Linked DNA regions of Mus musculus: all the other regions are linked to region 6. Evidence: chromatin contacts called from public HiCAR-type, HiChIP or PLAC-seq and promoter capture Hi-C data. All regions are on one chromosome and are shown on one strand. Each heading gives the region's core, a stretch centred on a gene start, on an enhancer-like site or on the middle of the called end of the contact. The rest is flanking DNA. Distances are from core to core; before and after follow the strand shown. Region 1 holds the start of Fancl (Fanconi anemia, complementation group L). Region 2 overlaps Vrk2 (vaccinia related kinase 2). Region 3 has its middle 47 kb from the start of Vrk2. Region 4 holds the start of 5730522E02Rik (RIKEN cDNA 5730522E02 gene). Region 5 overlaps Vrk2 (vaccinia related kinase 2). Region 6 holds the start of Rel (reticuloendotheliosis oncogene). Region 7 holds the start of Vrk2 (vaccinia related kinase 2).

Region 1 (3,683 bases), core at 231-2,730, 2.6 Mb after region 6:
ATAAAGAAGGCAATCTGAAGTGAGTATTTCAGGAGCTGCTGTGGGGGGCCAGAGGTGATTGGATTGATCTAGGTTTTGTTGTTTATTCAAATGCCAAGGTTGTATGCCCCGAATCCCTCAGTGGTAAACTTTTGTTTCCTTAATTGTATGGTAAAAAAAAGTGTCCTAGCTCACTTACCAATCCCTTTGCTTGAAAACCCACCAATCCCTGAGATAGCCTAAAACTCAAACTTGGAGTCCCACCAATCCCCACCCTGAAAAACTCCCAAAGAATCCCTGTGTAAAGCCTGTTTCTAGCTTAGTTCTTTGCTGCTTTTTCCCCAAGCAGATGCAGCCATCCTCCTGTATTTTTTCTAATAATCTTCTTGTGTGAGGTCTGTTGTATTGTGGGATTGTGTAATATTCTTTGGCTCCAGACTGCCAGGATACCTTTCTCCTCAGAGTTGCAACACTTGCATTGGGGAAACCTTTCTCCTCAGAGCTGTAACACTTGTATAAAGTTGTGTACCTTTTTTTTTTTTTTTTTTTTTTAGTGCTGACAACACTGCAATCTGAGTCACATTTTGAGAAAGTCTTATCATACTGGTTCTCCAAAAACACTTAAATTGTGATTCATAACAGTAGCAAAATTACGGTTACAAAGAAGCAACAACATAATTTTATGGTTGGGGGGGGTCACTAAGAAGGTTGCGAACCACAGTCTTAGTGTAACAAGTACAACATTCTTGTGTTCTTCAAGCATTCAGAATATTGTGACAAATTCTGCCAATCTATTAATCTTTTAAAATCCAATCTTCAATGAGGGCAATAAGAATAGGAAGAATATCTTATTCATCTTTGCACAATCTTACTTACTAACATATTACAGTGATCTTAAAAATAGTAGAATCAAAAGTGACTTATTCTAATGCCAAATTATCATATGGTAACTATTAACAAGTTTCTTACACAATCAACACCCCCTCCCCCCACGTTTTCTTAAATCTATATTTAGAAATGAGTGAATGAGTAACCATTTCTAAGTTACCAGAATGTATAGGAAATTTTGTCAGTCTACCACCTCAAGAATAAATTGAATCTCTCACAATTTCTATGGGCTTCCTTTAAATATATCTAATTAAAAACAGTACAACACTGAATCAGCATACAATATACATGATGTATTGAATGTACAATTTATTTACATATGCATTTGGTTGAAGGGTATACTGGGAGTATACAGGAGATCTAGTCCAGAGCAAACGCAAGAACAGGAGAGGTGATGGGGCAGGTTCAGGGTAAAAACAGTATGCTATGGGCACACTGTAAATGCCCTGTCAAAGTAGGAAAGTCAGCTTTGGAGTTGCATCAGTCTTCAATGAAATCAACAAGAGGATTTTGCTAGTTTTATTTTTTGACAGTCAAGGTCAGAATAATCCTGAACCGTCAGGCCTGTGGACTTGTGAGTGATCTTCCTTTCTCCTGCTTTCTCCTGCTACTAAGCAGACCAGTTGGCCCAGTTCATTGTCCAGGTCAGGGCAGCGTACCCACCAGTTAGTTTTTCCCGCCGAAGCGGGTTTCCGCCCCGTCCCTTTGCAGACTGCGCATGTGCGGCGGCCATTCCTGTGCGCCATGGACGAAGCAGAAGCAAGCCTGTTGCGCCATTTCCCGCTGCTACTTCCTCAGAACCGGGAGAAAACTGTGTATGAGGGATTCATTTCGGCTCAGGTACCCTGAGGGGTCGTTCTGTCGCGCGAGAGCCTGTCACTCGTGGCAAAGCCTGACCGCGGCGTCTCCGGCTGCCTGGCTGGGAGAGTGTAGCAGAGCCTGGAGAAGTAGCGCCGATACTCTGCGCATGCGCGGTCGCTAGGTGGCGACGCCGCGCGACACAGGGTGGGCGGGGCGGCTCGCCGGTGCCTGGCTGGTGGTGGAAGAGGGAGGTGCAGTTCTGTAGGTCTTAACCAGAGTTCATCACGGCGGTGTGTTACTACACTTACGATTTTGATTTATAGAGCACTCAGGGTCCACTATTAAGCCGAACCTACACAAACAGAAAAATCCAAACCCCATTATTTTATAGTTGAAATCAGATCCTGGGAAATCTAGAGAGACTACCTTGACTATGATGGTGTCAGTTACCTCTGAAACTCTTACTGTTTAGAAAATCTCACCCCAGCGGGCCCCCCCCCCCCCCCCCCCATGGTACAACAAATTACCTTAATTTAAGATTTTGACTATGGACTTTTCCTCTGAATATTAAACTCAGCTACGTGTAACTTGCCCTTTAATGACAGGAGTCATTAATTTCCACGTGTGTTGAAGCAACAACCTCTAGAATGCTGAGCAGATACCAGATTTTCTAAATAGTAACACTTGTCCCTAAACATTCCTGGGAGTTAAGAAAATTCTCTGTGATAAATATACACACAGGAAGCATGGACTTCCTTAGGGATTTTCAAACCATGTGAACCTTTAAAGAATGGCTAAAATTTATTATAGATGGAAATGAGTTAGCCACCTTTTGCTTAACTGTTGAAATATCCAGTTAAAATGTTTTTCACATTTACAGAAACATTCAGAAACGTGAGAGAGAGAGAGAGAGAGAGAGAGAGAGAGAGAGAGAGAGAGAATGAATTTGTGCGCATGCATGTGCACATCTGTTCTGGGAATTGAACCTGCAGCCATTCACATGCCAGGCAAGTGTTGCACAGGACAGGCAGAAACAAGTGTTTCACATCACTTGTCTGTATCTCCAATAGCACTTTAGAAAACAATTATAGCCATAAGATTAGACCGGAAATACGTTAGCCTTCGATGTAGGTAATTTCTAATTTTTTATTCCTTAAGCATGCCTTTGAGTCTTAAGCACTGTCTAAAAGCTATCCAGCACAACTGATTTTATCCTGAGTGTGATTGTGGTTGGTCCTGTGCACACACTTACCTTACCCTTTGAGATTAAATCATAGATACGTTTCTTGCTGTTTTATCTCTAAATAATTTAGCACTCATTTCATAAAACAAGGGTCCACTCAAACCTAACCTCAGTACAGTTACTACAACTGCTATGCGGTGTAAAATTTCATGGAGTATTTAATTATCTTATCTCTTCTTTTGGAGCAGTTCTTAGTCTGTGTTTTTATTAACTTGAATTTTATTTTTAAGAGTTAAGCTTATTAGGTTTGATATTTTCTCACCATTGAATTCTGGGAATGTGTTTGGGCAGGGGCATCCCAGAAACTGTCCTGTGTTCCCTTCAAGGCACATGAAGTCAACTACTCCCAGTGTTGATATTAATAATGCCAGTTACTAGGTTAGTGTGGCTTCTGCCAGATCTTCTTTTGAAATTAACGAGTACTTTTCGGTGAGGTTCTTTGGGCCATTACACATTCACTTATATACTGCATATTCATTCATTCATTCATTCATTCATTCATTTTAGTTCCATTTTTCCCATTTATTTATTTATTTATTTATTTCTTCACTTACTTTACATCCTGATTACTCTCCCCATCCCCCCCATAGCCCCCCCCCCTCCTCTTCTCCTCTGAGGAGGGGAGCTGCTCCCTTCTGCCCAGGAACCAGCCCACCCGGCACCTACCTGAAGCCATTGCAGGACTAGACACATTGTCTCCCACTGACATCAGACAAGGCAACTCAGTTAAGGGAACAGGATCCACAGGCTGGCAGCAGAGTCAGGGGCAGGA
Region 2 (4,103 bases), core at 169-2,668, 2.8 Mb after region 6:
GTTCCCCAGGAAGATGGCTCACCAAGAAAAGGCCCTTGCCATTGAGTGCAAGGAGGGAAGCAAGTTCTGCAAGTTGTCCTATGATCTCCACAAAGTTCACACCATGGCACGTGTGCCTTGAGTGTGCAAGCATACATGCATACATGCATACATGCATACGCATACACATACACAGATACACACAGGAAAGAGAAAAAAATTTGAAGGAGAGTAATACAGGTCACCTAAATCAAGAAGATACCAGTTTGAGCATAAAATCAGTTACATCAAAAATAGAAATCTGAGAAAATAAACAAATCACAAAAGCTAGTTCATGAAAAGAATAACTTGAGAAAATCTCTAAGCTAGGCTGACCAAAGCTAGATAGAAAAAACATTGTGCTAGTATCTCAACCACAGGAACTAAGACGAACATGTTACTATTAGTCTGTAAAGCCAACAACAGAATGTTACATACAATGTGGCAGAACCTCAAACCAAAGGGCCTGCTAGTTGACTGAAGAAATCTACCAAAGTCTGAAAACACACACACACACACACACACACACACACATTAGCCTTCCAAAATGCAGTGAACCAAGCCTAACCCTGCCTGGCCCAGCTGGGTTAACTGGAGATTTCCATAAACACTTAAGTAAGAAATCATAGCGATAGTTTAAAATGTCTATTAGAAATAAATATAAAGGAACCGTTCCTAGCATAATCTATGAAATTTGCTTTGGTTTAATACTTAACTACATCAATACATTAATGGAAAAAGAAATCATGAGTGTAGTGATATTGCTGCAAACATCCCCATCAAAATATTAGACATTCAGATAAAAATTAATACAGACACAAACTCTATGTGAAAATTAGCTCAAGGTCTATTAAGAGATTGAGGCAGGAGGATCCTGAGGCCAGGCTGGTGGAATGGTCGTAGGAGAAAAGAATAAAAGAGGCAAATATAAAAAGAAGGAAAGGGTGGCAGCAGATATAAATGTGCAGTACAAAAGAATAATAAAACTTACAGAAGATAACAGTGAAAACTGAGGTAAAATGGATTTCAGAATCAACAACAAACTATAATCAATGAAGGAAAACTAAAAAAAACAACTTAATTTTTTTTGTTGTTTTGTAAAAGACACTGTAAATAGAATTTTTAAAAAACTCAACAGTTTGAGAGAAAACTATTTGGAAAGCATACATTTGTCAAAAGACATAATAAAATATACAATGTGCTCTTAAAATTCAAAACCAGTGTCCAGCAAGGGACATTTCTGGTCAAGGAAGTTTAAGAGATCTTGAAACAACATAGGTTGTTGCCAGTATTTTGTCTCTGGCAGTGCGCCGAAATGAGCTCAAATTGGACAGACTAGAGTCCAACAATAGTTTCTCCTGGTTAGATCAAAGTCAGCATTGCTTAGGAACTTATGAAACAGATTAGGTTCCTGTCCACAAAAGAAGTCATTCTCTGCCTCTGGCAGAAGGGACAGAGGGCTCTCCACTGACTTATGCCTGTGGTTACATATTAAAGCCATGCTGGCCTCCAGGCTCCCTTAGTCCCCATTCATGTGTACTTGTTATATATTTCAAAGCCTACACCAGCCTCTTGGCCCTTCACCACTAAGTTAGCCCGCAGGCACCTCCAGAATGGAGGCTCCCTTTATCATGGGAAAGTTTCCACAGGGCTACTCCTGCTATTCTCACTTGCTATTTCCTTCACTTCCACTGCTTCCCTAAGGCTGGCTACACCCAGTCTGCTTCTTTTTCTCTGTTTTCTGGGCTCTCTCAGATGCCTCTGGATATTGTCCCTCTCTTATCCAAATACCAACCTTCTCCCTAATCCAAGAGTGGTGGATTCTTTACTGCACCCCTTGCAAACAGCCATTGCCCTTGATGAACTTGAAGGTATGACCTGATTGCTAAAATATCACATAATTCAAACATAAAAATTGGAGAAATCAAGTAGAATTGAGTCTCCTCTCTTAAGACTGGCTCTCATCATATCAGAGGGCTCACATAAATATCCTTAAGGTTCAAGGAACATCATAGAAAGGCTACAAGAGGCAAAGGACCAGCTAGGATGGCTACTATGAGACAGTGTCTTCTAGATATGTCAGGGAATCTGCACCCATAAAAGCTCAACAATATGGTTGAGACCTATATAATGACTACACCAGTTGATATGCCAACATGGATGGTGGGACATTTCATAAGGCACCAACCAAGATAAAGAGCTACAGCCAATGGATGCTGAGGGATCAGCTCTCCGGGGATGAGGTTATCCAATCACAAGCAGCCAGCTCACATACACATGTGAGCAATAGTAATGAACTCAGGTGTGCTTGTGTGTGTGTGTGTGTGTGTGTGTGTGTGTGTGTGTGTGTACGTGCACACATGTGCATGCGTGTGCATTCATGTAAAACAGTAATAATTACAGAAGAGAAAATCAAAAATTTAAGAGGGAGTGGAGTCATACATGCTCCTTCCTATAACTGATAAACCCATCAATATACTAGGCTTGGTCTATTGTTGATGTTCTTCCTAGGATAAATAGACATTGTTCAGTCTCCACAGGAAAACCATGCAAAAGGCATATATCCCACTTATTTCTCAAGGAACTTTGGAATATTTCCTTTATTTTAGTTAGGGGTTCCATTTCTGTGATCGTTTGTATATGTTTGGCCCAGGGAGTGGCACTATTAGGAGAAATAGGTCTGCCACTGTGGATGTGGGTATAGGTTTAAGACCCTCACCCTTGCTGCCTGGAAGTTAGTACTTTGCTAGCAACCTTTAGATGAAGATGTAGAACTCTCAGCTTCTCCTGCACTACGCCTGCCTGGATGTTGCTATGTTCCGACCTTGATGATACTGGACTGAACCTCTGAACCTGTAGTCCAGCCTGAAGTAAATGTTATCCTTTATAAGACTTGCCTGGGTAATGCTGTCTGTTCACAGCAGTAAAACCCTAAGACAATTCCTAAGAAGAGTTACCATGACTAAGACAACTCTTATAAGGAGTAACATTTAATTGGGGCTGGGTTACAGGTTCAGAGGTTCACTCCATTAACAATCATGGCAGGAAGCATAGCAGCGTCCAGACAGACCTGGTGCTGGAGAAGGAGCCAAGAGTTCTACATCTTGATCAGAAAAGAGTCAGGAAAAGTCAGAAAAGAGTCAAGAAAAGTGTGATGGTTTGTATATTCTTGCACCAGGGAGTGGCACCATTTGGAGGTGTGGCCTTGTTGGAATATGTGTGACCTGGTTGGAGTAGGTGTGTCACTGTGGGTGTGGGCTTAAGATCCTCACCCTAGGTGCCTGGAAATCAGTCTTCCACTAGCAGCCTTTGGATGAAGATGTAGAACTCTCAGCTCTGCCTGTCCCATGCCTGCCTGGATACTGCCATGCTCCCATTTTGATGATAATGGACTGTACCTCTGAACCTGTAAGCCAGCCTCAATTAAATGTTGTTTTTTATAAGACTTGCCTTGGTCATAGTGTTTGTTCACAGCAGTAAAACCCTAACTAATACAGAAGTTGGTACCAGGGACTGGGGTATTGCTGTGATAGGCCTGACAATGCTTTTATTTGAAAGAATGTGGATTTTGGGATTTGGGGATTTGGAATGCAGTAGAATGCTTTAAATGGGGCTTAATGGGTCATCCTAGTAGGAATATGGAAGACTTTGTTGCTGGTAGTGATTTGAACTGTGTTGACCCAGCCCAAGAGATTTCAAAGGAGAAGAATTTCAGAATGTGTCATAAAGACTGTTTTTGTGGTATTTTGGTGAAGAATGTGGCTACTTTTTGCCCTTGTCTGAAAAGTCTGCCTGAGGTTAAGATGAAGAGACTCAGATTAATTGCATTGACAAAGGAAGTTTCAAAAAAGCCCAGCAGAGACTTTGTTCTCTGGTTAAGTCTTATGAAGAGTTTGAACAAGCATAGCAAGCTTAGAAAGGAAAAATATAAAATATATGGTTTGAGTATTAAAGGAATACCAGGAAGTGAAATGAAGCAAAATCCTGTGTTTTAGGAGATAACAGATTAAGGGAGTGGGACTTTGGGGCAAGATCCTACAGAGCTAGATTTAGATCCAGGCAGCTAGGAGGAGGGTCTCAAAGCC
Region 3 (3,812 bases), core at 203-2,702, 2.9 Mb after region 6:
CTGGCCCTCTTTTGGCTTTCATGGGCACCTGCACACAAATGGCATGCACAAAGACAGACAGACAGACAGTCACACACACACACACACACACACACACACACACACACACACACACAAAGTAAGAAATACGTATTAAAAAGTTCAATTGTGGGGCTGGAGAGATGGCTCAGAGATTAAGAGCACTTACTGCTCTTCCAGAGGTCCTGAGTTCAAATCCTAGCAACCACATGGTTGCTCACAACCATCTCATAATGAGATCCGATGTCCTCCTCTGGGGTGTCTGAAGACAACTACAGTGTACTTACACATAATGAATGAAGAAATCATTGATCCAGAGTGAGCAGGGCTGGAGAGAGAAGAAAAAGTGTCTGAAGACAGCTATAGTGTATTTACATATAATAAATAAAGAAATCTTAAAAAAAAGTTCAATTGTGTTCTCCATTCTAAGAAGGAGTGAAGTATCCATACATTGGTCTTCCTTCTTCTTGACTTTCATGTGTTTTGCAAATTATATCTTGGATATTCTAAGTTTCTGGGCTAATATCCGCTTATCAAAACCCAGACACTATTGCATATACCAGAAAGATTTTGCTGACAGGACCTTGACACAGCTCTCTTTTGTGAGTCCATGCCAATTCCTGGCAAATACGGAAGTAGATGCTCACAGTCATCTATTGGATGGAACACAGGGCCCCTAATGAAGGAGCTAGAGGAAGTACCCAAGGATCTAAAGGGGTCTGCAACTCTATAGGAGGAACGATATGTACTAATCAGTACCCCCCAGAGCTGTGTCTCTAGTTGCATATGTAGCAGAGGATGACCTACTCGGCCATCAGTGGGAGGAGAGGCCCTTGGTCTTGAGAAGATCATATGCCTCAGTATAGGGGAATGCCAGGGCCAGGAAGCAGGAGTGGGTGGGTTTGGGAGCAGGGTGGTGGGAGAGTATAGGGAACTTTGGGGATAGCATTTGAAATGTAAATGAAGAAAATATCTGATACAAAAAGAAAAAAAAGTTCAATTATAATAAAATGTAAGGAAAATTTTAACAACGTTAAAAATCAGATGTCCATAAAGAATCCTCAACTGAAAAGAGGTATCTCTATAAAATTGAGTGCATGTTAGACTGAACTGATCCAACTTGGTACTTAAGATTTTTTTTTTAAGTTCATCCAAAAAATGAGAAGAGAATTTTAACCTTTCTCCAAAATCCAAATGTGGTCAGAAGGTAGTCACTGCATTTCCTGAGTTGCCAGAGGATACAAACAAAATGACTTTATAGTATCCACTGTTAGATCAGATTGACAGAAGTGACTAAAGATAGGCACCGGAGTCTACGGATGCAGAATTGTTCTTTTACACAAAATAGTTGAACAGCCACGGTCTCTTAGAGGAAGTGGAGACTGCACTGTGGCACTGGGGGCTGAGGTTTTGCAGGACTTTAAATAGGGAAGGGCATATCAGTGTGCGGGTACAGTGAACGATTCTCTGGCCACTGCTGTTTTGGATAGGAACTGTCAGTGGTCTCAATAGTTATTCTTGAGCATGGGGATTTCCAGGACAAACTTTCATTTTTTCTTTTAATGCTTTTTACCCTTTACTCACCAGTAAGAAAAGTGACTACATGTGCAATGAGCAAGAAGCAGTGCTGAGATGAGTCACCATAGCTGTTGATTAACCCCAAGAAGGCGGAGCATGTACAGAAAGGAAACCAACGGGGCAGAGAAGTTCCTCTTGTGGAGTGGGGGTACCCAGTAACGTTTGAGCTGCTCAGAGGTGCAAAACAAGCTGTGGAAAAGGGAAACACTGTCTTTTCTTCTTTGTTCATAATTTTAAGTTAGCAAAAAACTCACAAAATTGTTGGTCAAACAATCTCAAATACAAAAATGACTTACCCTGTAAATTTGAGCAGATAGAAAAAAAATAACAGGTAAAGGGGAAATATTTGTCTTTTCCAGGGGGAAAAAAAATCTTCTAAGGAATGGCCAAAGCCTTTCTAAGGAATATTCCTCTACTTGGGAAATTAAAAGGCTCCAAGAAATGGGGATTGAATGCTATATTCTCTAAGAAAAATCTAGGAAATAGTATTTTAAAAAGCAACAATTCAGATATTTTAAAATTATATTTAAATGTAGAACTTATTTTAATTAGAACATGTGATGAAGAAACTGAAATTAGAAGTTCTCTTGGGACACAGTAACAAACACATTAACACATTAGTACCAGATAATTGGGAAGATGTTAATCTCAGGAGTTCACGACCAATCTGGGAACAGAGTCAGATTACCACCAGAAGAAACTAGTGACTGAAATACCACCAGTAAATATTAGTGTTTGTCAATACTCTGTGCTAGACAGAATATTGATCTTTTCTTTGCAGTTATAGACTTATGTCACAGTAGGAAATGTTACGCATGAGGAGACTGAGTCCCAGTTCAAGAAGCTGTCCCCAGATCAAATATGTGCAAGTGACAGAGCCAAGCAAGGTAGTCTAAATGCCCACATGATAAATTCCAAAAGGAGGAAGGATATAGACAAAACCAACCATCATGGAATACTTTGCAAGCACTTTGACCTTTGTGAAAGACCATATGGGTCTTCATTTATATTTTAAAAAACTTATTATAAGACAAAAACTTTTCACATTTGCATCTGAATTAGCCTCTCTACAATTTGAATGCCTGTAAAAGAGTTTCAAATGTAAATGACTACAATATTCTATCTATAGCCAAGACAAAATTAATGTTTGATGGAAAGACATTTCTTTCTCTCACTATGAAAGATTAATTAAATATATTACAATACATTTTTCTCAAAATTTTGTCTACAGAACATTCATTAGATGAGAAACAGATTTTAATATAACAAAAATGTTTAGAATGAACAAAGATACTTTTAAAACGACAATTGTTGTTGTCTTACAGTTTAATGCTTAGAACTTTACAGTAGGTTTCAATGGTGTGAGAGGATGTGTTTTAAGACATCAGAAGATGTTTGCTTCCAAATCAATAATCTGAGTTTGGCCTTCAGGATTCACATAGTAGAAAAAGGGAGCAAACTTCTGTGTTGTTCTCTGACCTTCATAGGCACAATGTGCAAACCCACATATCCCAATTTTGAAATTACATTTATATAAATAAGCATGTATACTAATATAGTTTTATATTTAGTGCAAAGATTAAAAGTACCTGGAAGAGAAGATAATGTTTTACACATATTAAGGAATTGTGAAATACCAGATAGTTGAATAGTTGGCTCATGGCTGCTCTTCCAGAGGTCTCAAGTTCAACTCCCACATGGTGGCTCACAACCATCTATAAGTGTAGCCTTATTGGATCTTATGCCCTCTTCTGGTATGTGGATGTACATGCAGACAAAGCATCCATACAAATAAAAGAAATAAATCTTTAAAACAATCAACTAAATTAAACAACAGCAAACAAACCAACAAAATAGAACAATTTCAAACAAGTAAATAAACAAATCTAAGATCGAAAATAACTGCATCTATCAGCCAGTGACTTATACCCAGAGACAGGGTCTCTAAGCAAACCCAAAGCTTGCCATTTTGGCTAGGCTGGTTGACTAATGAGCTCCTGGAATCTGCTTGTCTCTGCCCCTGGCCTGCAAGCCCATTTTACTGGGATTACAGGCACTCACATCCATGACTACTTTTCACCAGGTGACGATTCAAACTCAGGTCTTCTTGCTTGCACAGCACACAGTTTTGCCTACTGAGCCATCTCCACAACCAACCCTTTTTGTTCTTGATCCTGACAGAAAAATTTAAGTGAACACTTCTAAACTCTGAGAAC
Region 4 (4,128 bases), core at 1,507-4,006, 2.4 Mb after region 6:
ATACCTGCCAGCCAACCGACTCAGTTCCAGTGAGGTTCCACCTAAAACACTGTACATACCTCTCAATTAATTGTGTGGCTGAGTGGATAAACTTTAACTTTCTCTAGTGATTTCACCAGCATTACTAATATATTAATTGCCAACTGCTGAGATTACAGAATGATTACTGATGATTCCCAAATCACCAGGATTACAATGACCTTGGAATGTGTTACAAATTTCAAGAAAGGCAGGAAAAAATATATACTCTATAGATTTAATAGTGTAGTCTACAGACTGATTCTAAGATATGCCGATCACAAAAAAATATTCCTCACAAGGCATCTTGAGGCAAAGCCTAGGTTTTCACTGTCCCTAGCTGGCAGCCCCACAAGCCTTCAATGGAGGTCTGAATGTCATGATTTACTGTGACCATAACAGAAAGGCACACAGAAAGATAAGAGGGTGGAGGTTCTGATGATGAGCAAGAAGCCCTTAACATGTGCATGTCGTGTGTATTTCCTCTTTATGATGCCACCTCTTATTGTGTATCCTTTTGCATGTTGTAAATTCCTTAGCCAGACAGTTTTGCAACCTCAACTCATAAATGTATTGAATATCTTTTTTTATAGAAGGATCTAGCTAACCTTTTGGTTAAAAAAAATAAAAAACTAAAACCATAATGAATATTGATTAACCTTGAGAGCAAAAACATAAACTTAAAAACAATTCCTAAGTCCAAGATCCAGTTTAGCAATGTGCTAATAGCCCATAATGAAGATAGAGTCATAAGTTAATCAACCCATTAAGTTGAGATCAGAAGTGTCAACTCAAGTAGTCTACTAATTTACTGACCCTTAATGGGTCAGCAAGATCTATAATCCCAAGGCTGATCTTTTTGCCTCCACTAACATCACTTTAGAAGCCAAAGCACTTCTTCCCAGGTTGATGATCTCTGACACGGTATGAGCAGGAAGTCAACATAAAATCCATTTGTGAGAAGGAGTTCAGGGCTACTGAGTAATGGAATCTCGAGCTAACTAGTGTGGGAAGTATCTGGTAGTAGCTCCGTATGAAGCACCAGCTTTGTTTTTCTTATGTCCACACAACTGTGAAAAATAAACATGAACAGTCTTCACTGAGCTGCCATCTCCAGCAAGTCCTGGGCTGAGTTAACAAAGGTTTGTCACCGGTCAGTTCCTGTCCCATTGAGAAAGTAAATCTTAGTTTTGGAAATTTCCATTGCCACCCTCCAGACACCACCCCCCCCCCAAAAAAAAGGACCTGAGAAGCAACACGGTAAGGTGAAGGATTGAGTGTCAATGAACCACTGGGAAGTAAATCTTGCTTTATCAAAAAAGAACTGACTTTGGCTGAAGCATGCATGGTTGCTTTGTTCAACCTTTATATGATTTTTGCAAGTTAATCTATTAAATGAGTATCAATTAGAATTTTTGCCACCTTCAAGAGAAAAGGGGGGGGGGATTAGACTATGTCTTATTCCAGATGGGCCAGCAAGAAGTGTAATAAAAATTATGATTAGACACTTTATGGCTTGGAGTATAGCTCAGGGGTGGAGGAGCACTTGAGTAGTATGCACAAGGCCCTGGGTTCAATCCCCAGCAAAAATAAATGATTAATTCCATTGGATCTTATTTGTTAAAAAAAAAAAAAAACTATATGCAATTGCAATAACAATACAAGACTATTTTAACGTCATCAGCATTTTCTTTCTGGATGATAAAGCAATTCACTGTTCCATAATCTGCAGAGTAACCTGTCAGCAGTGAGATGTCAGACTCAAAAGACACATAGAAGCAAACAGATGCCCTTCTCTGCCCAGCAGACACCATCCGCTGTCATTTCTCCCCCAAACAGGACAGAGATAGGCACAGGATTAACTAAGGTCCCGAAAAGGCTGAACAAGTAAAAGGAAAAAGGCAAACAACTGGACCCACTAAACATTAAATGGGGTCTGTGGACAGGAAAATTGAGAGCTTGACAGACCCAAGGATTGCTTTTTATCTCTAAACAGGAGATATGTCAGCTATACGCACGGTGCTTGAAGGATTCCTTAAAGAAAACCCTCTTTTCTGAGAACAGAGAGCCTCTCCGTTGTTGGTGACAGCGCCTTGTATGTTTCCCTACCTGTCGCCTTTGTTTTCCTATCTTCTAAAAGGGCTGCACCAACCTCCTCACAAAGACACTAGCCTAAGAGCCTGGGCAGGAGCAAGAGTTATGTCCCTTGGTTGGAAAAGTGAACCCTGGGGCCACAGAGGCGAGGGTGCAGAGTCCTTCTTTGGTTGGCCAGTGGGCGGTGACTGCTTGCACCCACTCAGGCCCGAGGCCAGTTTGGGGGACGCGAGGGAAATAGGGGAAGCGAGGGGGCCAGATTAGGGACGGGAGGCGGGGATCAGGCCAGAGGGAGGCCGCCGTGGGGGCGGCGAGCCGAGGGGTGCAGGCACCCTGCGCGTACAGCGGCGCTCAGCGGGCTCCGGGCCACAGCTCGGGGCGGCGGGGACGGCGGAACAGCAGGGGCAGGCGAGCCCCTGCGGAGGCGGAGGGCCCAGGGCGCCCGCGGTCGCAGGGCCTCGCGGCGGCGGCGCCAGCTGCGCGGGGCGGAGGCGGGGGCGGCGCGGGGGCGCGGGCGGCGGGAGCGAGCGCGGAGGCCGCGTGGCGCCGCGTCACTTACCGGCCAGGGCGCGGGGCGGTCGCCGAGTCCTCGGGGCGCGCAGCCCGGTGTGCTCGCTCCGCCATGATTGCTTTGTTTCGCTAATTGAACCCGCGCTCGTCCCGCGCTCGCGCTCCCCGCTGCCCGGTCCCCGCGCTCGCTCGCGCCGATTTGTCTGTCTTTCCCTCTCGGTCTGTTCGGCTCTGCTGCGGCTAGCTGTGGAAGGCGAAGTTGCGGGTGCACGGTGCGGGGAACGCGGTGGTGGGTTTGTAAATACAGGTGAGGCGATCCCCAAATCTCGGCTGAGGTGTACTTGCTGGGGGTGGGGGTGGGTGCTTCTCACCCTCCCCCACGCAGGAGAGTAGCCTCCGTGGAAAGTGCCAGAACATGTACCTCTGCTCACCCCTTTCTTCCCGCCAAATTCTTAGCCACCCAAGTTCTCTGGCACATATGGACTCCACAGGAACTATCTACGTTTACTTCGAAAACCTCAAATATAAGTCCTGTCAGGCTATGGAAGGACTGCTGAACCAAGGGGCATATGGTCACTCCAAGTGACCTTCTGGAGCTACTTCAACTCCACCAAAACAAAACAAAACAAAATTCAAACTAGACCATGGGAAGTCCCACAGGAGCTTGAGGGCTCAGCTTGCCATTTCTGAAAGTACTAGTGCCTGGGACACTATTGTCCAAGTATAGAATGAGTTTAAAACTTTAGAAACATATGTTAGTATGGGAAGAAAAACTTAAGCCCATGTTCCATATCTGGTTAAGTGTGCATTAAATACTAGTTTTGACTATAGTTAATACAGACATTAGTTGGCTTAGAGTGATGTGATTTGGGGAAATAAATAAATAAATTTGGGGAAATAAATCTGAAAGAAATTTATGTCTAGGCTTATGGCCTCATTGAAAAGGCTAGTCTTCCATTCTCACTTCTATCCATACTACAATGTTGAGACCAAAACCTTTCAGTGTTCGAATTATTATCCATATCTTGCTGTAAAATCCACCTTTTATGTTATTCTTGTATCAGTCTCATTACAAAAAGTTACTGCCTTACCCATGTTTCTTTTTTTTTCTATAGAGGACTCAAAAATATCGCCCATAAGTTTGGATCAGACATTTACAGATAACATACAGATTATATGGGGACAAGAGCCATATCCAATCAAGACAAACAAATAATGTTTATTTGGTTAGTTGCTTTCCATGTCCTAACCCTATGATCAGTTAGTAGGCAGGTAAGCATTTGGACTAAAAGTAGATGAAATCATATTGTCAAGAAAGGAGAAAGCCCCCAGCACGCATTACGTTAATCCATTCTTTCAGAAAGATTCATCCCAAGTTGGAATCATTTTCCCCTACATATGATGGTTGTTAACAATCTCACCACAGTTTTTAGTGTTTCCCCAAATTCTACCTTAAATCTAACTTTATGAAACACATGCTCACTTACACTTCCCCAAGGAAGTTTC
Region 5 (3,860 bases), core at 920-3,419, 2.7 Mb after region 6:
GCCATAAAATTCATGTGACATCCCCTAAGGATTCTACCAACTGGGAACCAACAGATCAAGGTCTAGGGAGAGAGAGCCTGGGATAAATATTCTGCGGCCTTTGGGGGAGGTTTGCTTCCCCCAGGAAATGTCAGCAATGTAAGCAAATGTTAGCAGGTTTCTGGGTGGGAAAATAGACATTTGATTTCCTCCACAGAGGAGAGGCCACTCTGTCTCATCATTTCTGGTCTCCCTAGTGAACTGTGGGCACGAATGCCTTGGTGTCTCTGTGGAGTCATTTTCCTGATGTATCGATTACTGAAAAGGGGTGATTTTTAGTTCTCGGTGTGCATTTGCCCTGTCCAGGCAAGAGTTTATATAACCAAATGGTTAAATAAGTTAAGAAGAAATATCAATACAACAAACACCTGGTAAATGCTTTCCAGTTGGGGCTAAATATCACTTTCTTAATTTACTGTAGCAAAAATATATAAAGCCTCAACTAAAATTATAAATAAAGTGAATGATTCACAGAGAAACACAAGTGGAAAAGCACATGGTGATCTTAAGTGACTCATGACAGCAGAAACAGAGGGACACAGAGCTGTGGCCAAACCTGCCATCCTGCCTCACATTATACCTTCACAGGCGAAGAAAGGAGCACTTATTACATAGGAAATCGAAAGATTTTTAAATTTTGATACATAATATATTAGTATTTGGATTTGTATTGTTAATCAAATAAAGATGAAGACAATATATGTAAAGTCAAGATAATATTTCACTTATTAAAACCCTATTTTATGTAGTACCCTTTTACTATACATGAATACATGTGGACATATTATTCACTAGTTAATAAAATGTTATCCTCTATATACATGCTGATACAAGACTAAAACAAACCATTTATTAGTCTTATAAAAGAAAGCCTGCCAGGGATTGTTAGGTTAAAATCCTGGCCTTTAACTAAAGTACACTACGTAAATTAGCTAAGCTGAGCTCACAAAGTGTATACAAGAACTGCTTATAGGAGTGTTGATGTCCATGCATTCACTGTGCTGCAGTGTGGAGGGTGCCAGTTATAAGAGGACGGAAATGAACAGAACTCGTCAGAGTCTCAACTTGCACAAATGTGTCAGGGACTAGGGTGTTCAAGATTTCAAGCACAAGAACTGTACATGTCAGTTTGTAGAGATCTGTCATTTCTAGCCTTTAGTCCAAACCTTCTGTCTTGGGCACAGATCCTACAGTGAATCTAAGTGTGGTGGCTGCATCTCTAATCCAAGCACTTGCGAGGCTGAGAAGGGAATCATGAGGTTGAAGCCATCATGGGCTACAGAGTAAGACCCAGTCCAAAACAACATTTACATCTGAAGATTGACTTATCTGGCTGAGCTGCCCTTGGTGTCTATTTTTATTATATGTTTTCCTAAAACTCCAGTGCACAGCAATCTCTCCATAGATAACTATTTCAGTTTACCTTAGAATGTGAGGAAAAGCTGCCCACTCTGTACCTTGGACCAGCTGACCAGTGAGAGACTTGTAAAACGCACTTTGTTCTAAAACTGACCTCCTTGTGCTAACAGCATCAAGGTAATAAACTTTGAATGTAGTCTATATTTGTAAGATTTATGTGGCTGCAAGTATGTTTCATATAAACAGCTCATGTAAAAGTTTTCTTTGTTTCTACTTCAAAAAAGAAAAAAGATATGCTTTTGGAGACAGGAGTATGAGGTATGCTGTTCTCCCCTGAGAAACACAAGCCCCCTCTCCCACCTCACCCTGCTCCTCTGCACAGTAGATACCGATCACACCAAAACCAGACTGCTTCCATACCCAGGCCCACACTAATTTACAAACAGTCCATCTTGTACACACCACCATAGGATCTAAGTGCCAGAAAACAGCTTGTCTGGAAACTGATGTTTTATTTTACATCTGCACTGTAAAATTATCAAGTACAGATATTTTTATGTCTTCGTGATTCTGGTTTTTAAAAAGTATTTTTCAAGCTGACGACATTAGTTTATTTTCACTGGTGCCAAGGGGCCATTCTCTCTGTCTTTTCTAGTCCCTGCTGTCGGTCCTACTGCATAAAGGGGCAGGGGGTTGGAGAATACCTACTTGGTTTTAGCAGTCTGGACAGCCACAGGGTCGTCCAGCTTTGCTTCCCAAGGAAGCTTCCCGAAGAGCCAGTGCAGCATGCAGTAACCAAGGATTTCAACATCACTCCTCCTGGACGGGGCTGCAGAAAGGGGAGGATGAGAAAGCTCGTGAGAAATAGAGAAATCTTTGAGTGAGCTCCCATTGACGAAATATGCAAAGGCCAAATGGGTAGAGCGTCATGTTTACTCAGCTGGAGTAACATTAACTGTCTGGGTCTCTGGCCTCGGTCCACAGACAGGCAGCGACTGGCTGCTGAAGTAAGGGTCAGTTTCTTCACCTCCTCCAACTTCATCTTTCCTTAGTCTAGCCTGTCATATGAACTTGATCCCATGGCCTCTGACATGATCCAGACAACCCATAACCCGGCACCAACACTTTCTCAAAGAGCCAAGCAGTAAAACAAAGAAATAAATGTCTGCAGCTAAATTGCTAACACATGTTCAAGGAAGTCCATGGGGTTTGCCGCGGTCACGCAGAGACCCTCTGAGTGCAGACTAAACACTGAAGGTCTTTCCTATTCTGTCACACCAGTGGTTGCACTTGAAGCCAGAAGAATATGACAAAACTGCCATCTAGTGTGCAGTCTTTAAAACCAGGCCCAAGAAGATGCAGTTCTGTGGAAGAACCACAACCATGGGCACACAGCTCCCAAGTGCTTCCCATATCTTCAGATACGAGAAGCTCTGCACAAAACTACTAGTCTTAAATCTGAAAGCCAGAGGTGAGGCAAGCATGAGGGGAATGTGGTCCAGAGGTATGGTGGAGAAGGAAGTTCTGAAGTAAAATAGAGACTTATTGTAAGATGGCTTTTATTAAAACATAGTAAAAGAACATGATCAGATCCCAGTAAATATCATAATTAACAAACTCTTAAATACTGTGGACTAATTTCATCTCATTTTGACATATTTTTTTTTCTCAAGTACCTTATATCAAAAGGCAGTGAGAACTAAGACTTGTTAAATTCAACTGACGCTTGGTAATAAGTCATTGAATTAATGACTAACACGCCTATAAAATAAAGTCATTTTATCAGCATTCCAAGCTGTTATAAAAACAATAAGGTGGTATTTATATTTATTCTACTACTTGAATGTTCATCTGTGCAGGGATATATAATATCCTGAGCAATATGTGGCTGTTAAAGCTGTTGTAAACAGGTATTCCATTTCATTGTCCTTAATGAAGTAAACTCTAAAAAGTCACTGAGTGAACTAGGTCTTTAATTTATAGAAGCATCTACTAAGAACAATTGTGCCACCACATGTGTAGCTACTCTAGGTCACCATACATAGTTTTAAAGGTGCTATATGTTGTAGCTACTCTGATTGTTATAAAAGCACAGCATATGGTTACCCTTACACATTCTCATCTTAACTGCTATTTGAGTACTGAGTTATTAAAGGACCTTCAATCCAGTAGAAGGCCAGGCCCATGGGTGCTGTATGTTTTGTGGTTGGACTTCAATATTTCTTAATGCAGGATTTGGCTCTAGTATTAAAATAGAAACACAATCTCTACCATGCTGTTATGCAATGATTTCTTCTGTGAAAAAATCTCCCATTAATAGAATGGCTCCATTTGTACAGATGTGTGCACAAGTTCTTTTTCTATTACAGGAATTCCTAATCACAACCTTTACTGCTCAAAAAGGATATTCTGACACACGTTTGCGAGATACTGGCTACACACAAGAGGAGAGAAAAACAAAC
Region 6 (3,521 bases), core at 348-2,847:
ACATTTTAAAATCATATCTGTCTTACAGTTCTTTAATAAATGACTTTTCTGTTGAAAAAAATTCAAGTATTGCATTCATACACTATATAATAAGATTCTATTAGGTAGACAAGGACAGAACTGTTTTAACAAAGCTTGCCACTCTTTACAAATGTCATACAAAAATCTCTTTCTGATTACCAATGAATTAAATACTTAAAGCCTTTTTGTGCTTCTAATCAGAACATGAGTTAAATTTACAAATTTACTAGAGCATCTGAAAGCCTGGCTTCATTTAAATGGGTAAAGAGAAAGTTGAAATATTTTAAACTACACTTGTTTTCTCATGAAAACCACAGACAAACTGAAATCAAGTGTCATGTGAAACACCCCAGTTTCCTTTACAGCAGGAGTTATGATATTGTTCTGCTCAACTCTTAAAGAGTTCACTAAGCTTTCTACTTCCTCTTCTCTGCCAGACGTCGGCTGCCTTCTACTGAGGGTCACTGGGAAGATAAGGGTCAGCGTCCTGCTACAGACAGAAGGTGTCATTTTTAGCTCCCACCACCATCTCAGCTGCTTCAAGTGCTTGCTTTACATATAGTACGACTGTCATACTAAACTCCCCTGTCCTGTAAACTGTTTCTTATAAATGTCCCCCTCAAAGCAGATGATCCAAAACTTACTAGTGGCAGATAAAACACTGACATTAAACGATGACATTTTCAACCCTACCAGTTACTTTAAAGTATAATCAAATCTCGTCCTCTTGCTGCTAACAAAACGCGCGTGCAGGTTTGGGGTTGGGGGTTGAAGGGATCGAGGTCTCTACACGGTAAATTAGACAAGCAACATCTTTAGCTCGTGGGGGCGGGGGTAGTGTTTTCGCTTGGAACGAATTAAAACGCCACTGAGGACTTTCACAGCCACGCCACATTCTGTACCAGTGTCAGCCGCTAGCACGATTGGACTTAAAAAAAGAAAGCTCGTCTGAGGTCCGGAGGTTCCTCTTTTTTGTTCAAAAATGTAAAACTGGGTCTCCATACCACTGAGTCTTTAAACGCGAGGCTTCTCTGCTCTCCTTTACTGAGATTACCCCCTGTGATCCTAAAAGCACACCGTTGGGAATTTCGAAGGTTCTGGCTATTAGGAGAAGATCAGATTACAGTGCGCCGCTTTGATTTCACACGCAAACCCCGGAGCGGGCAACTTTTCAAACGGCTGACAATTTGCCAGATGAGAAGACTTGAAAGGCAGACCGTCCTAACCCCAAACGGAGCCCCCGACAGCTCCTCCCCGTGACCCGCGAGTGCTCGCCCCGGTACTCACTCGAGGCCATGGCTCGGCTCCGCGCGCCGCTCGCTGCAGCTTCCAGCGTCCGGCCCGAGGCTGCAAGGCAGCCAGTCAGTCAGTCAGTGAGTCAGTCAGCCAGGCAGTCGGTCAGGCAGGCAGTCAGCCAGCTAGCCCGTCAGTCAGCCAACCAGTGAGGAGGCTGAGCAGCCTCCGCAGCCGGGACGCCTGTCCTCGGACCACCCCCGGGCCTCCTCTTCTTTCCCGGCTCCTCTGGGTTTGCGGCTCACACCTTCCCACCCCCGAATCTTCGCGCTCCGGTCACTAGTGTCCTGGCGTCGCCTTGCCAGGATGCCGCGGCAGGGGCAGGGGGCGGGGCGGACCGCCCGGCGGAACGTGGGGGGAGGGGGGGGGATTTCCCGCTGCTTACGTCACTCGCGCCACCGCCTACCCGGGGCGGGGGGCGGAGCCTCGCGGCGGGCGCGCGACCCCGCGCGGGCCAGTGCGCTTACTTCCTCCAGAGCCACCACAGCCTGCACGCTCGCGCCGGGAGCTCCGTGAGGGCGCGCAGCGACGACTCCGCGCGTGAGAAGCCGTCGGTCCCTGAGAAATCCCCCTCCTCCAGAGTCCTTGAGAGCGCCGCTTAAAGCCGAGGGGCGTGTTCGTGACGTCATGCTGGCCGAGCGGCCGGAGGCGGGCCGGGCGGTGCACCGGGCGCGCTCCTTGGCCGCCCGAGGCCCGCCCGGGGTTTTCGACCGGTGGTTCCCCCTCTTCCCGATTTCGCACATGCAAATCTCCGCCCCCGCGCCAGAGAGTTGTCCGGGTGCTCTGGAGGGGAAGTGCGGAAGCGCCAGCGCCCGCGTTCGGCAGTAAGGCGCAGATTTGCATACGGGGACCCCCGCAGCCTTATTTTCCCTCTATATCTACATTACGTCTTTTACCTACCAAAGTTTTTCAGCTGCACTGCGAGGCCGCTAACCCCATTCTGTATAAATGTACACGACGTCCAGAGATTGGCCGAGATACCCACGGCCTGAGGCCTGGACCGAACTTTGGTGCTTTGACAGGTCAGGCGGAATCTTGTTTGCCTTCAGTTGCTAATACGCACCTGTTCTCTTAGTCTATGATGTATTAGCATGTCATTGTATACACGAGTATTAGGGTTGATTGGGGTTTGGAGAAGCTGAGTAGCTTGTCCATACTTTAGAGTTCTAGAAAGGAATTGCACGATTTAAGCTTAAGATTATCCAGCCCCGTTTAGCGCACTGCACTCCCAGCACGCGGGAGGCTGAGGTAGGTGGACTGTCTCAACAACAGAAATAACTCAGGGTTATCTGGCTCCACCTCTTACGTTCTCCAGTCATTTACTGACTAAAACAAGTAATGGAGGGGAAATAGAGAATATCATCTTGCATGGCCAACAAGATAGCTTAGAGAATAATTGCGCTTGCTACCAAGCCTGACAAATTGAGTTTGATCCATGGAAGGACAGAATCAACTTCCAAAAGTTGTCCTCTTACCTCTACATGCGCTTCAAAGAACGCCAAAGTGTGTGTGTGTGTGTGGGGGGGGGGGGGTTGGATAATTAAAATATATACTATCCTGTCATAAAAAATTCATCCTGTTATACAACTCCCCCAAAGTGAAGGAAATAATTAAAATCTGCTAGTTCCAAATTGTCTTCTCAAAGAGTATAAATAGCAGTTGTGTTTTTAGTTAAACACAATCATAAACAAGTCACAAAGATATAAAATAAAATAAAACAATTAGCAGGGTGAACTATGTTCAGCGCTCCAGAGGTCAAGACCACAGAATCATAACTTTGAAGATAGGATGAGCCACAAAACACTGAACACACCAATACACACACACACATGAATGCAGGCATACTTCAGCTTTTAACTCAACCATATCTGAATGACATAGTTTCTACTTACTGTCTTTATTCAAAGAAAAAGTAAATAGGAGGTTGAAATTCTCATGGATATTTTTAGACCTTGTGCTAGGGGAAGGTGTCACTGTACACCTGATAAGGCTGCTTGTCATTGGGGTTTACAGAGACTAACACGTGGTAATTTTAGTACTGGGTGGCATGTCTGTAATCCCAGCATTTGGGAGGTGGAGGTAGGACCAGCAGGGGTTCTAGGTCATCCTCCACTATATAATGAGTTTATAAAGCCAGCCTGAGCTATGAGGGAGTCTGTCTCAAAACACAAGCATGCATAAGTCTTGATGTCACTGCATTTCTATAA
Region 7 (3,848 bases), core at 816-3,315, 2.8 Mb after region 6:
TCAAGTTAGAAATTCAGATACTTTGAAACCTAAGAGATACTGACATGTGTATGTATGTATGTATGTATATATATATGTAATAATATATACATAATATATGCAATACTCTTGTAGAGGATGATCTGGGTTCAGTTCCCAGTGCCCACATGGCAGCTTATAACTCTCTGTAACTCGAGCTCTGGGGCCTGATATATTTGACCTCTTCAACTGGCACCTGTATACACACACACAAAATTAAAAATTAAAAATAAATTTCTTAAAAATTAAAAATATCTACTGTGTTTCATTTAAATCAATACTTCAAAATTTCATGTAGGAGTTTATTAATATTTAGCAACACTATAGAATGTAATTAATTATCATTGTATAGAAATTAGCAAATGAGTAACGCGATTAATATATAATTAATAAATATTAGAAAAAATGCTTGAAATTAGATGTGAAAGTAACCATGGTCTTCTTAGTATTTCTAGACTAAAACAAAAACAAAAACAAATAAACAAAACCATGGTAAAGCAACTTTGGAATTACTTCATATAGTTTACAATCCACCTGAAAGGGGAGTCAGGGCAGGAACTCAAAGCAGCAATTGCAGGCAGGTACTGAAGCCACCATGGCAGACCCCCCTGCTCAATAGCTTGTCCTGCTCCGAACTGGATCAACCAGCTTGGCTTTCTTAAACAAACCAGGCCCAAGGGTGGCACTGCTGGCCTGGGCCCTCCCCCATCTATCACTCCAACAGATCCGCATCTGCCCCTGAGTAAATCTAATGGAGGTATTTTGCCACTTGAATTAAATTTCTGTGGCCTTCTTCTGGAATGTGGGATTCCTGTTATCTGTAGAGCTGTAATCTCTAAGGCAAAGCTGTTCTCACATTGATGGGAGTGGGTAAGAGGGAGGGTCAGAAAACCAGAGAGCCTGAACTAGTCAGTGTCCTGATAGGACAGGTTAGCTTGTCATGGAAATCCTTGCTCGTGGAAGTCATTCGCAGGTGTTTTGCTTGGTGGTGGTAAGACACTACCAAAGGTCAGATGCGACCTTTGAATTTAAAGCTGTACCCTTCCCCAGCCACTAACAGCCTCACATTAATCTCAACATTCAACATTTGTCCCTCTTCCCAGATGGCCCTGCATGGAGACAAGTTGATAACAACAGCAAAATCTAACCAGGACAAATGCTTTCGTGAAAATTATTCAAAAATACTGACAGGGTACAAAACGTTTCTCTTAAGCTACCCATCTATGCTTAAGTAGTTTTCCCTCCTTCGCTTACTGAACCCAGTGCCTCCGAGGCGGCTGAAACTCCACTCCAGTGGGCTGAACAGAGCCCGGAGGAGAGCGGGAAATCTAAACCAGGAACAACTGGGCCACCGAATTGAAGGAGGTTGTGATTCACCGGGTTCCCTCAACAGGGCGGTATGTTGGACACACGCGCCAAAGTTGCTGGCTAAAGTTGGCAAGTCTTCCTAGAACAACTTCTAAGCGGGGCAGCTAAAAGTTTGGGGACTCGGTGCTTCCGGGGTGACGCTCGCCCGGTTCAAACGCTCCCTCCCGGCCTTGAGCGGCGACCCCGTCCCGGGGATGGCAGTCCGGAGCTGTGCAGAAGCGCCGGCCGGTTTCCGGGATGAGTCGGTACCGGGTGCGGGGGCTGAAGCTGGGCCTGCAGCGGGCCGGGACAACGCCGCGGCCGCCCGCCGGGCACTGAGCGTCGGAGCCGGGGTGGAGGGAAGACTGACCTGCCGCCGGAGTCCCCACAGCGCTGGTCTCCTAAGGCCTCGCAGCCAGGTGGGCCTCTCCGGGCTCCTCCCAGGGGCCGGGCGAGCCTGTGGGCCGCCTCCCGGCAGCCAGCCCTGGGAGCCCCAGAGTCTGGCGGAGGCCGCCCAGTGGCAGAGGCCGCCCAGTGGCAGAGGCTGCAGCGGTGGAGGGGCGGTACCGAGAGAGAGGGTTAGAGTTTCCAAGCACCGGACCCTGCCAAGGCCTGTCTGAAGAGCCTGCAGATTAACCTGGGGGTAGTAAACTGGGCCAGCGCTTACAGAAGAACTGAACCCTTCCTGTACCAGTTCTGAGTACCAACCCCTTTCAAATTGCTCAGATCCTTACCAACAGCTCGCCCAGCCTCTAGGCATACCCAGACAGCCTTGTAACTGGGAGGGCCTGTATCTATCTGGGTGTGTCACTTGCAAGTGACTGCCCTAGGCCTAGTTCTGTCATTTAATACTTGGATAATGTTTAAAACGAAAGTTACTACATTTCTACGTTCCCATCTGTAAAATGGAAAACATAAGTTATTGAGTTTTAAGGTTACTATGACAGCTGAGAGAAATATGTTAAGTATATAGAAATTCTTTAAGGATACACAACTTACATTTTAGAGCAAACAAACAAATCTTTATAAAAAAGACTGTTCAAACAGCACTTTAGTTTCTTACCTAAAAACACTCAATAATTGTCCAGATGCAAATACTGAAAGAAAAACAGCCATTTTCTCTGCGAAGGCTAAAGTTATGTTTTAAGTTTTAGTTACTATACTTTAAGAGACCTATAAAACAGCCTGTCAGTGGTGGCACAAGCCTTTAATCCCAGCACTTGGGAGGCAGAGGCAGGTGGATTTCTGAGTTCGAGGCCAGCCTGAGTTCCAGGACAGCCAGGCTACACAGAGAAACCCTGTCTCGAAAAAAAAAAAAAAAAAAAAAAAAAAAAAAAGGAGAGAGAGACCTATAAAACAAACAAACAAACAAACAAACAAATCTCTAATTTGTAAGTCCCACTTGCTCAAGGTAACTTCTAGGAATGCTGGAGGCTGTTGTTCAAGAAAGATAACAAGCTTGCCCAAACTGCACAAGATCTGCTTAGTCACATGTAGGTGGGAAGTAAATGGGCAGGAAGAATGTTTGCCCTTGATTCCACAAAGGCAGAAAGTGCATACCCTTGTGGGATTTGCCTTCATAAGCCCCTGACAAATGCAATATGGTGCCATACTCTGGAATTCCTGGTGTAGACTTGGCCTGTGTCCATCATTCCTGGCCAGTATTTAATAAAGCTTGATTCAAGAGTGACTCAAATATCATGGTAGTAGCTTTATTCTTGCCTGATGGTATTAATTCTATTTGCTAAATTTGGTGTAATAAGGAAATAGGATTTTACCAAACTCCAAAAATGGTAAACAGCATGAGACTATTTCTTAAAAGAACGGCATGATTTGGGTATAAAAACATTTTTAAAATGAATTTTGTAGACAGGGGTGTAGCTTTATCGGTAGTGTCCCTCTGACCTGTAGGAAGCCCTCAATAAAATCCCCAGCATCACAGTCAGCTATTGAATGGATCCCAGGGTCCCCAATGGAGGAGCTAGAGAAAGCACCCAAGGAGCTAAAGGGAACTGCAACCCTATAGGTGGAACAACATTATGAACTAACCAGTACCCCGGAGCTCTTGTCTCTAGCTGCATATGTATCAAAAGATGGCCTAGTTGGCCATCACTGGAAAGAGAGGCCCATTGGACTTGCAAACTTTATATGCCCCAGTACAGGGGAATGCCAGGGCCAAAAAGGGGGAGTGGGTGGGTAGGGGAGTGGGGGGTGGGTATGGGGGACTTTTGGGATAGCATTGGAAATGTAAATGAGGAAAATACCTAATAAAAAATTTTTAAAAAATCCCCAGCATATAAAACAGCTCCATAGCACAGGCCTATGACCCAAAAACTTTTGAGGTGGAACACAAGGAAAGAGCTGAAGGTTATGGTCATCTTTCCTACATAGGAAGTTACTGTGTACAGAGAGTAAGGTGGATATGACAGGAACAGAGACAAGTGAGTCACTGAAGCTCATTGACCTACCACCCTTGATTTAGA

The links. Promoter capture Hi-C pulls out the DNA fragments that hold promoters and counts their contacts. HiCAR-type assays count read pairs that join an accessible place to other places. HiChIP or PLAC-seq counts read pairs in DNA pulled down with a chosen protein or histone mark. Capture Hi-C pulls out chosen DNA fragments and counts their contacts.
Region 1: a promoter capture Hi-C map of adipose tissue shows a contact between it and region 6, with 4 times the contacts expected there. The contact joins the promoter of Fancl here to the promoter of Rel in region 6. A contact is called at or near these places in 6 of 39 promoter capture datasets (3T3-L1-derived adipocytes, cranial neural crest, frontonasal cranial neural crest and 3 more), 3 of 115 datasets of contacts at active chromatin or transcription factors (astrocytes, extraembryonic endoderm stem cells and large pre-B cells) and 1 of 9 other capture datasets (adipose tissue).
Region 2: a promoter capture Hi-C map of liver shows a contact between it and region 6, with 5 times the contacts expected there. The contact joins the enhancer-like site here to the promoter of Rel in region 6. A contact is called at or near these places in 9 of 39 promoter capture datasets (cranial neural crest, embryonic stem cells, frontonasal cranial neural crest and 5 more) and 2 of 115 datasets of contacts at active chromatin or transcription factors (astrocytes and large pre-B cells).
Region 3: an H3K27ac HiChIP or PLAC-seq map of bone marrow-derived dendritic cells shows a contact between it and region 6, with 9 times the contacts expected there. The contact joins the enhancer-like site here to the promoter of Rel in region 6. A contact is called at or near these places in 4 of 39 promoter capture datasets (the C10 cell line, cranial neural crest, hippocampal neurons and 1 more) and 1 of 115 datasets of contacts at active chromatin or transcription factors (bone marrow-derived dendritic cells).
Region 4: a contact with region 6 is called in a HiCAR-type map of astrocytes, with 8 times the contacts expected there. The contact joins the promoter of 5730522E02Rik here to the promoter of Rel in region 6. A contact is called at or near these places in 8 of 39 promoter capture datasets (cranial neural crest, frontonasal cranial neural crest, hippocampal neurons and 4 more) and 2 of 115 datasets of contacts at active chromatin or transcription factors (astrocytes and large pre-B cells).
Region 5: a contact with region 6 is called in a promoter capture Hi-C map of 3T3-L1-derived adipocytes, with 7 times the contacts expected there. The contact joins the enhancer-like site here to the promoter of Rel in region 6. A contact is called at or near these places in 9 of 39 promoter capture datasets (the 3T3-L1 cell line, 3T3-L1-derived adipocytes, cranial neural crest and 5 more).
Region 7: a promoter capture Hi-C map of pre-B cells shows a contact between it and region 6. The contact joins the promoter of Vrk2 here to the promoter of Rel in region 6. A contact is called at or near these places in 10 of 39 promoter capture datasets (the 3T3-L1 cell line, the C10 cell line, cranial neural crest and 6 more), 3 of 115 datasets of contacts at active chromatin or transcription factors (astrocytes, bone marrow-derived dendritic cells and large pre-B cells) and 3 of 9 other capture datasets (adipose tissue, liver and macrophages).

Annotation. Positions count from the first base shown.
Region 1 is chr11:26,385,604-26,389,286 of GRCm38.p6, forward strand. It overlaps Fancl (Fanconi anemia, complementation group L), which reads left to right and starts at 1,481. Exons shown (of 14, transcript NM_025923.3): 1 at 1,481-1,707. The coding sequence starts at 1,612.
Region 2 is chr11:26,571,518-26,575,620 of GRCm38.p6, forward strand. The region is part of intron 2 of Vrk2 (vaccinia related kinase 2); the gene reads right to left. Among named protein-coding and RNA genes, the nearest start is that of Vrk2, 20 kb to the right of the region's middle. Within about 2 kb of position 1,419, at least 3 of the 459 cell types and tissues checked have an H3K27ac peak or open chromatin away from gene starts, as enhancers often do. A contact at or near this core is called in liver, where this site is marked.
Region 3 is chr11:26,639,024-26,642,835 of GRCm38.p6, forward strand. No RefSeq gene overlaps it. Among named protein-coding and RNA genes, the nearest start is that of Vrk2, 47 kb to the left of the region's middle. Within about 2 kb of position 1,453, at least 85 of the 459 cell types and tissues checked have an H3K27ac peak or open chromatin away from gene starts, as enhancers often do. A contact at or near this core is called in bone marrow-derived dendritic cells and pre-B cells, where this site is marked.
Region 4 is chr11:26,207,820-26,211,947 of GRCm38.p6, forward strand. It overlaps 5730522E02Rik (RIKEN cDNA 5730522E02 gene), which reads right to left and starts at 2,757. Exons shown (of 6, transcript NR_027973.1): 1 at 2,672-2,757.
Region 5 is chr11:26,487,667-26,491,526 of GRCm38.p6, forward strand. It overlaps Vrk2 (vaccinia related kinase 2), which reads right to left. Exons shown (of 13, transcript NM_027260.3): 9 at 2,107-2,227. Among named protein-coding and RNA genes, the nearest start is that of Fancl, 100 kb to the left of the region's middle. RefSeq lists an enhancer at 1,422-3,860. Within about 2 kb of position 2,170, at least 52 of the 459 cell types and tissues checked have an H3K27ac peak or open chromatin away from gene starts, as enhancers often do. A contact at or near this core is called in 3T3-L1-derived adipocytes and hippocampal neurons, where this site is marked.
Region 6 is chr11:23,769,372-23,772,892 of GRCm38.p6, forward strand. It overlaps Rel (reticuloendotheliosis oncogene), which reads right to left and starts at 1,598. Exons shown (of 10, transcript NM_009044.3): 1 at 1,309-1,598. The coding sequence starts at 1,318.
Region 7 is chr11:26,591,855-26,595,702 of GRCm38.p6, forward strand. Vrk2 (vaccinia related kinase 2) reads right to left here and starts at 2,066. Exons shown (of 13, transcript NM_027260.3): 1 at 1,736-2,066.